2 separate regions of the Hordeum vulgare genome follow, and region 1 is linked to region 2. Evidence: chromatin contacts called from public Hi-C data. All regions are on one chromosome and are shown on one strand. Each heading gives the region's core, a stretch centred on a gene start, on an enhancer-like site or on the middle of the called end of the contact. The rest is flanking DNA. Distances are from core to core; before and after follow the strand shown. Region 1 has its middle 42 kb from the start of LOC123440322. Region 2 holds the start of LOC123444550 (cytokinin dehydrogenase 5).

What was found. Hi-C and Micro-C count contacts between places; a contact is called where the count stands out from the background.
Region 1: a Hi-C map of leaf shows a contact between it and region 2, with 4 times the contacts expected there. The contact joins the enhancer-like site here to the promoter of LOC123444550 in region 2. A contact is called at or near these places in 4 of 6 Hi-C or Micro-C datasets (leaf and seedling).

The regions. Positions count from the first base shown.
Region 1 is chr3H:508,006,430-508,011,231 of MorexV3_pseudomolecules_assembly, forward strand. No RefSeq gene overlaps it. Among protein-coding and RNA genes, the nearest start is that of LOC123440322, 42 kb to the right of the region's middle. Within about 2 kb of position 1,557, at least 3 of the 3 cell types and tissues checked have open chromatin away from gene starts, as enhancers often do. A contact at or near this core is called in leaf and seedling, where this site is marked.
Region 2 is chr3H:507,798,987-507,803,571 of MorexV3_pseudomolecules_assembly, forward strand. LOC123444550 (cytokinin dehydrogenase 5) reads right to left here and starts at 1,869. Exons shown (of 5, transcript XM_045121314.1): 1 at 1,147-1,869; 2 at 904-1,031. The coding sequence starts at 1,753.

The sequences.
Region 1 (4,802 bases), core at 307-2,806, 210 kb after region 2:
TTCATCCATTTTAAAATATTTTATCGGATTTAAAAAAAACTTCACGGATTTTCACAAAAAGTTCATCGAATTTTAAAAATGTTCATCAATTTTTTTCAAAAAAGTTCATGGATTTTGACTAAAAGTTCACAAAATTTCAAAAAAGGTAATCAATTTTTAAAATATCTTGGATTTTGACAACAAGTTCATCGAATTTGAAAAATGTCCATCATATTTTTTAAAGAATTTTCAATGGATTTGGAAAAAGTTAACAGAATTTGAAATAGTAAAACAATAAAAAAAATAAAGGGCATTATACATAGATATACTAGGATGGAAGTAATTTTTCAGTAATTGTGAATTGTCCATTTGGTTATTGCAGTTGGAACTCTCATTGACAAGTGAGCAGGTCCTTGGTTTGATCTCTAGCGGCCACATCTTATTTTTTTCTATTTTTAAACAAAAAGAAAAAGGCAGATTGTTCAGCCGCCCCGTTTGCAAAAGAGGGGCTGCGCTCTAGGCGCCGGTTTGCAAAAAAAAAAAAACTAAAACCTGGGCCTGTGGTGGTAAATAGGGTCTGACTCCTATGAGGGAAACCTTATTTGACGCTCTTTGCCTCAAATAGGCGGGGAAACGCACAGGAGCTGCAATCGAGCGACTGGGTTTGGGCAGGCACATTAGCACTTTTACCGATCCCGGTTTTGAAACCTTCTAGAGGTTTCTAGCCGGGTTTTTCGGTTTTCGTAACTTTCTAGAACAGTTTTTCCTTTTTTTGTATTATTTTTTCTTTATTGTTTGCTTCTTTTTTTCTGTTTCTATTTCAAAAAAATCTGGATTTTCAAAAAATATTCTGGAATTTGAAAATTGTTCCGGAATATGAAAAAATAGTCCAGAATTTGAAAAATGTTCCAGAAGTTGAAAAAAACATTCTTGAATTTCAGAAAATGTGCCCAGATTTATAAAATATTCCAGAATATGGAAAAATGTTCCAGAATTTTTATAAAAATGTTTCATATTTTTATATAAATGTTCCAGAATTTCCAAAAATGTGCTGAAATTTTTAGAAAATGTTCCAGATTTTGAAACAATGTTTTAAAAATTTTATAAAAGTTTTTCGGATTTAAAAAAAATGTTTCGGAATTTGAAAATTTGTTCCGGGATTTGAAAAATATTCCATAAATTGGGAAAATGTCTACAAATGTTCGTACTTCTGAAAAATGTTCACCCTTTCAAAACAATGTTTCCTATTTTCAAAAAATATTAATGAGTTCGAAAAAATGTCTGTAGAAGTTAAAAAGTGTTCAATTGTTTTTCTAAAAAAGCTTCTTATATTTGAAAAAACCATTATGTTTTCATAAAAAAAATAATTTTTAAATGAAGTCGAAATTTTAAAAAGGTTCGTCTTTTACAAAATGTAGTAGCTACAATACCATTTGCTCCTTTGTATTTCTTTTTTTTACTGTATTTTCCATCTGTCGCTACCTGTAACTCGCTACTAGGGCGGCCCTGGTCTGACTCGCCCTGTGCGTTTCCTCGGCAGTTGGACGCAGAATGTATCGCATAGGAGCTCCCTCTTATGGGAGCTCCTACCTGCCGTCGGGTAGGTTTTCACTCGCACGCACAGGGTGCAACTCAGCTGGGCCGACCCATCTCGTAAAGTGGAAAAATGCGAAAAATATGAGCGCTAAGGCTGGGATTCAAACCCAAAACATTGAGGTGATGCGTGCGCAGTACTAGCCACTCTGTCCGATAAGCTCATGGTGTAAGTATGCAACACGGCTATTAAAGAAACCAACAAAAGCAATAAAATCTAAACGTGTAGAAAAAACCCTAAAAAATATCCACAATAACACCTAGGAATTTGCAAATCCACTAGCAGCCTGGTCCATAAGAACAATATTCGTGTTTTTGGAATTTATGAACAAAATTCCAAATTTGTGAACAAATTTCTTAAAAACAGAAACACTTTTAATCAATAGGCTTTTTTGGAAAACGTGAATAATTTAAGAAATTCTTCAAAGATTTTTTGAATCTGAAAATAAAATAGAAACCGCGAACGTTTTTTGAATTAAGAACAAATTTGGAAATATGAACAAATTTGAAATTTGTGAACAAAATTATAAAATTATGAATATATTTTTCGACTTTTGAAAAACATTTGAAACCGTGAACATTTTTTGAAATGTAAACAAATTTTGAAACATGAACAAAATTATAAAATTGTGATTTTTTTGAAACCGTAAACACTTTTTGAATTGTGAACTAATTTTGAAACATGAGTATATTAAAAATTCCTGAAAACAATTATAAAATTGTGACATTTTTTGAATTGAGAACAAATTTTGAAACCGTAAACATATTTCGTATTCTGAAGGAATTATGAAACATGAAGAAATTTCAAATTCCTAAAAAAATTATCAAATTGTGAACATTTTTCAAATATGTGAAGAAATACTGAAACCGTGAACACTTTTCGAATTATGGACAAATTTTAAAAACATAAACGAAATTTCAATTCGTGAATCAAATTATCAAATTGCTAACATTTTGCGAATTGTGACCAACAATTTAAACATGAAAAAATTTCAAATTCATACAAAATAATAAAATTATTAACAATTTTTGAATTGTGAATAAATTTTGAAACCGCGAAGATTTTTTGAATTGTGAACAAATTTTGAAACATAAAAAATTTCCAATTCCTGAAAAATAATAAAATTGTGAGCAAATTTTGAGACCGCGAAGATTTTTTTGAATTGTGAAAAAGTTCTGAAACCATGAATATTTTTAAAATTGTGAACAAATTTTAAATATTTTTCAAATTGTGAACAATTTTTGAATATTGTTAAAAAATGAATAAATTTTGAAACTGTGAACATTTGTTAAAAAATAAACTTGACAAAATTAAAATATATAAAAATAGAAATAAATGTAAATAAAAAATAATACAAACAGGAGAGATTTAAAAAAAACAGTTCGGAAAATATTCTAGATTTTTCGAAAACTATAAAAAACCATATGGAAATCGGGTTCCCAAAACCGGGGGCGTTGGAAGTTTAAACGGATCGATCTATTGAGTCGCTGCTCGGTTGTTCACTTGTGCGAAAGTTCGACAATTTGATGCATTGAGCAGTAAATTGGGTATTCCCGCCCTATGTCTCGCAAAAATGAGCACAGGGGCCGCGCGTTGGTGGGAGCCCAACCGCGCGGGAGTCCTTCTTTTTTCCCTTTTCCGTTCTTGTTTTTACTTTCTTTTTTACATTTTTATACTTTAAACTATTGCAGATGTATGTACTAAAAAATACTTTTCAAAAATAAATATGAAAAATGATGAAAACTATTTAAAAATTGTTGAATAAGTATTTGTAATTTTTTGAATAAGTATTTGAACGTTTTGAATAATATTAAAACTTTTGAACAATTGTTTGCCAAAATGTTAAATAAGTGTTAGCTATTGCTCAACGAATATTCAAAAAATGTTGAACACACATTTGAAAATGCTGAATAATTATTCAAATACTGAACACATATTTTCAAATGTTGAGTAAGTATTAAAAAATGTTGAATGTGTACTTTAAAATGTTGAACAAGTATTTGAAAAGTGTTGAATAAGTACCAAAATGTGCAACAACTATTTGAAAAATGTTGAATAAGTGTTCGAACAATGTTGAACTTGTATTGAAAAATGTTAATCAGTTACCAAAAAATAGTTTTTGACAGATACGAAAATGTGGAGTGAAAACAAAAACAGACATGAAAAATAAAAAATAGAGAAGAAAAAAAAACGAAACGAAAAATGGAGAAAAAACAAAATGCAAAATACCAAAGGCAATGAAACAAAAATGTAAGAAAGAATAAAAAAAGTGGAGTAAAATATCAAAGAAACTAAAGGGAAAACAGAAGAAAAAAATGACTCGAGAAGGCCTCAAGTAGGGTGTGCACGAATCCGTTTACATGAAATCTACATTAGTATAGTGGCTAGGAACACTCCGCAACAACGTTGGGACCAATGATCAATACGTGGTGTCGAGGTACGACAATCTATGGGATGAGTGAGGCCCCTTTGCGGTTCAACTATGCTGATCTACACGCATAAAGAGCAACACTACTCAATGCTCAGCTAGGGTTTACCATAGTAGTTATGGACCTCCTTTTATAGGTAAAAGGGGTTACCATAGTGCCTAAAATGGTAAATACACAAGGGAGAATAGTGAATGTTACAATGCTCAAACTATTAACATTCTACAGCAGAAACTACCTAACCCTAACGGACTAGGACATACACATTAAATGCGTCGTCAGGTGTCATGGTGGCAGTGCTCCCCAGCAAGGATGATCTCTCCTTCTGTGTCGTTCGCCCAATTACCTCTTATTTTTTCGCCACTCCATTAAAACAGGTGTCATTAAAGCTGTTGTAAATCTACCGAGACGCCACGTACCCCGACAAGGTTGCCGGAATCGAGGCTCAGAGGACCCAAGAGGTTCAAACTCTCGGGTGCGCGGGCTCCTGTACTCTGCTCTACGGCGCAACCTCATGATGACACTCCGACATATTCGAGGTTAAGGAAGAAGAACAGCGGACACGACAGTTTACCCAGGTTCAGGCCACCTTACGATGTAAGACCCTACTCCTCCTTGTTTTGATCACTTCAGGGTGAGGGGGAATAGAAATGTGTGTTCTTGCTAGCTCTCAAGTTCCTCGTCCCCTCTCTACGCATGCATTTTGCCCTGTCTTATACTGGCCCAGGTCCTCTTCCCCCTCGGAAACACAAGGCGAAAAGGGTTGCCGTAATGGACATTTCGCAAGGGGACAGGGCTGCGCA
Region 2 (4,585 bases), core at 619-3,118:
TTGGTTTTATTATCATGGATTAGTCAGCAGGTTAAGCTGCGGGGGAAGAAGAGAAGAGGATCTTGCGAAAGATCGTGTGAGCTAAACAAAAACACGTAGGAGAAGACCCACCAAATTGGTCAGCAGGGCAAGTTGGTCGATCGACCGATGGATGCCAACCAACCTGGGCGGCTGGACCACCTGATCGACCAGACGCACAGCCTAGTATTTTAATTTGGACCAAGACTTTTTCCTGGTGGACTTTTTCTCCTTAACGCTAATAAGTAATAACACAACCAAAAGACTGCTGAGTGCTGGTACAAAAACTGTTTGTTGACGCGAAAGCATTTGATTAGCGTACGTGTCATCCGCTGAAAGAAATAGCATACGTGTCATCTCATCCGCTGAAAGAAAGAAATCAGCATACGTGTCGTACAGAGAAGAGCGGCCCGGGATCTTTCGTGAAGAAAAGAAGAAGGAGAAAAATAGTGACTCGGAATCGACGGATCGGGCGGCTATAATTAGCAAGCACGTTCGGTTGGGCCTCTTATCGGTATCTTTATCGGTTGGTTGATTATTAACGTACGTGCGGTAATTCCGTCTGTACCTAACAATGGAAGAAATGGATGTCGCGCGCCCGGCGCGCTTGCCACTTGCACGGCTGGCCTTGAGCTCCTCCGCCTTGTCACGCGGGAGCGAGGTCCAAAGGGAGATAAGGCGCACGAGATATTCCTTCGTCTTGCAGGAGAGACCACCGCCGCGGCAGGTGACCGGGTTAACGGACCAACGGATTAAACAAAGAACGGCGAGCAGGAGTGTGACGGACGGGCATAAAGAAAGAACTGATGCGTGCGTATGGACCGGGGAGGTGAGGGCGATGGATGCATAGAGCGCCGGCATGGGTGGTGGCGGTGGTGGTGCTACCTTGCGGGGAGCAGGCTCGAGGGCGATGCGAGCGCGGGTGATGATCCCCAGCTGCCCCAGCCCGCCCAGCGCGCCGAAGAAGAGCTCCGGGTTCTTCGCCTCCGAGCAGGTCACCGCCTCTCCCTTCCCTGCAAAGCAGATCAGTAGACACCGATGAGGATGAGAATGCCGTCCCGAGGTCGAGGATGAGAAGCGGTGGCTGGTTATTGATTAACTCGTCTGATGTATGCATGTCGTACGTACCGGTTACGACGTCGAGCTCGTAGACATTACTGATCTGGGGCCCGTGGTGGAACGCCTGCCCGCTGATGCCGGCGTTGGAGAGGGTGCCGCCCACGGACAGGTAGAGGTAGTCGGTCCACGACCGCGGCGCCAGCCCGCCGTGCGACAGCGTCCAGTTGAGCACGTCGATCCACAGCTCGCCGCCCCACACGTCCACGTAGTGCCCGCCCAGCTCCGGCGAGTACACCGGCAATGCGCGCGCCTGCGGCTGCGACTTGCCCCCGCGGCTCATGGCCACGACCACGCCGCCGGGCACCTGCGCCTGCCCGCTGATGGAATGCCCGTGGCCGCGCGCCGACACGCGGATGTCGCGGGCCGACCCGTACGCCGCCCGGACCAGCGCCGCGACGTCGCCGGCCCCGCTCGGGTGGTACACCGCCAAGGGCTCGCCCCGGGTGAACCCGCCGAAGTCGCGGGACGCCTCCAGGACGTCGGCCGGGTCGGTGCTGAGGCGGCCGCTGCCCACGTCGCCGCCGAGCTGCAGCAGCTCCGCCGGCTCCAGCGGCAGGCCAACCGTCGAGATGAGGCAGTATATCTGGAACACCATGAAAACCAAGCACCGCGCCATTGCCAGCCACACTTTGTATGTATCCTCTGTCTCTAGCTAGCGGAGGATGGAGGGGAGGCGGGAGGAAGAAGGAAGGAGAGAGAGAGAGAGAGAGGTGTCTGTGTGTGTGAGGCGTTGGGGTGTGAGGATGGGGCGGTATTTATAGTGAGATGGGAGGAGCGAGAAAGGTGAGAAATGGAGGAGACCGAGGAGGATAGGAGAGAGACTCCAACATGGCTTGCCGCGGGAACAGAGCACCACCGCTGGGGCCGCCCAAGAATAAACTAGTAAAACTAATCCGGAGGCGCGTCACACGACTCATGCACTCGCCGGCCGCCCGCCCGCCCGCCTCTTAATTTCCCTGTCAGAATTAGTGGATCGTGTGGCCGCCCAAAGATTCATCGAATTTCAGCTCCTCAGCTGGCCATTTGCGGCACAAACTCAGCTCTCCTCTCCTCTCCTCTCCTCTACTACGTACTGCCGCCCTACTCAATGAATGCGGAGACCTCTCTGGTCTCTGCTCCTCGCTGGCTTTGTTGATCCAAATTCTACTGCCACGGGGAAAAGTGGCCCGGATTTCATCCTGCGTGCGTGCCATGTGCGCGGTGAGCTTTGGAGTGGAATTCTTAAAAGCAGCAGCTACTACTACTAGCACCGCGTAGCTGGAAGAAGCAGGGCCAATCTGTGGAAGCTTTGGGGGTGCAGATGGAGGGAGGAGAGGATCAACACCGAACCAAAAGAAAGACGATCCCCTTCCTTCCGTATCTTGGCCGACTTTTGAGGGTGCACTCTCAATCTCATCGATCGCCGCTCGACGCATATGCATGCAGCACAGCAGATGGCGAGAATCTACACCAGCACCATTCCAAATTCCCAATCAACACTACACCCCGCCTAAAGTACACCACACCAGCTTTCTGATCCGGCATTTACCAAAGTACGTGCTGCCCAAATCTTCAGATATTAAAACGCGCGCGGGAAAGCGTGCTCGTGGTGCTGTGGCGAACAGATGTCCTCTAGATATCGGTGCCAGTGTTGGCTGTGAGATCAAAGGCGTATATGCACACCTCGGGTACGGTACTACTGTTCTTCCACGCTGGGTTTGCCTTTGGGTCCGCTGCGTAGGCTGCCTAGCCAGCTAGGCAGTAGTGCCCTACGGCAGAAAAATAAAACGAAAATGGTTAAAGCGTCGACGCGCGCTCTCCCACGTGACTGATTGCGCAGGATCGCGCGAAGATACGCTGATTTCCTTTTGCTTTCTGCTCCGTATCCGCCACGAAATTCGGCGGCCATGGGTTTCCCAGAGCGCGAGGACAGGTTTTCGTCGCTTTTGGATCGAGGCGAGGAGCAAAACGCCGTGGTAGTCTAGTCCCGCCGTCCTATTCATACTAGCCCCCAGTCCGTGGAACGTCGACGACCCACGAGGACATGCGTAAGGCCAACTCCAACCCAGGACCCTTTTTTTTCTAAACGAAGGTAAAAGATTTACCTCATTCATTAAGTAAATAGCGAATAGAGTTTTACAGCTGGCTATAAGCATTTTCATTCATTAATAGTATAGCCAACTGCTGGCTATAAGCAGTCTTATAGCCCACCTTATAGCTAGCTTGTACAATAGTTAGCTATAAAAAGTACTACTTTTATCATATATGGCCCACGTTTCATTCTCACAAAGCACCTAGGAGCACGTGCTAGAGCTGGCTCTTCATGAAGAGCCCGCTTCCCTTCTCTCTCATCTTCTCTCTCATCCAACTCAGCAGAAATATAGTATTTTAATCCTTACAGCCTGCTAACTGTATCTTATTGTACTTGGTATAAGTAAATAGACAATAGAGTTTTACAGCTGCTACAATAATTGTGGCATGACAATCATTCGCGATCGACTATAAATCTTAATTTCTTAGCATCCGCAGTCATCCAAAGATTAGACTCGTCGACAACGTTTTTGAGGACTCGTGGTGGCATGCTCTTGTGTTGGAACATCCGTGCGTTTTTTTTATTCCAGATTGTCTAGGAGACGAGCATGGTTAGGGAGGCCATAGCCTTTCTATAGGGATTTGACATGTTAGTTCTTTTGGAAACAATTTGCTATCCATGATGATAGCTACACACGGTCCAAATTTTTATCACTAATTATTTTAATAAATTATTTTAGACTATGAAAAATAATTCTATAGCGAATATATCGTGACTTTGGACCAGTTAAGCAAGTAAATTGACAATTATGCTAAAAAATGGCAAGCAAAAATGATGAGAGAAATGAGAAAAGTCATTTCTACACAATGAAAAGGCACTTGTGTTAAAAAGATGAATACAAAATACAAAGAAAAGTGAGAAAATGTCATTTCTATACAATAAACATGCACTTGTGTCAATGTCATTGAAACCCGATAGGTCATATATTAAAAAAGACACTTATGCGAGAGGGTGTGTAGTTATCCCATCATTCTAGGACGGATTCTTCATGGTGCGAGTGAGTAGTGTCCATGTGCGCTAGCCCAAACTTTTGAATAACCAACCGCCAGAGCCGAATAGTGAAGTGGCACTTGACAAAAAGGTAAATGCTCGTCTCTTGCTCCCGCTTGCAAAGTGGACAGAGTCCATAGTTCAACCATCGACGTTTCTTCAAACGGTCAACGGTCCAAATATGGTTTTGCAATGCCAACCATGCAAAGAATTAGACCCTTGGCGGTGCCCAAGCTCTACAGACCATGGTATCCATGGGTGAGAGAGTCAGCCCAAGCTCTCCAGACCATGGTATCCATGGGCGAGGACATGTTTTCGTCGCTTTTGGATCGAGGAGCATGTGCGGGAGCAAAATGTTGTGGCAGTCTAGTCCCTCCGTCCTATTCC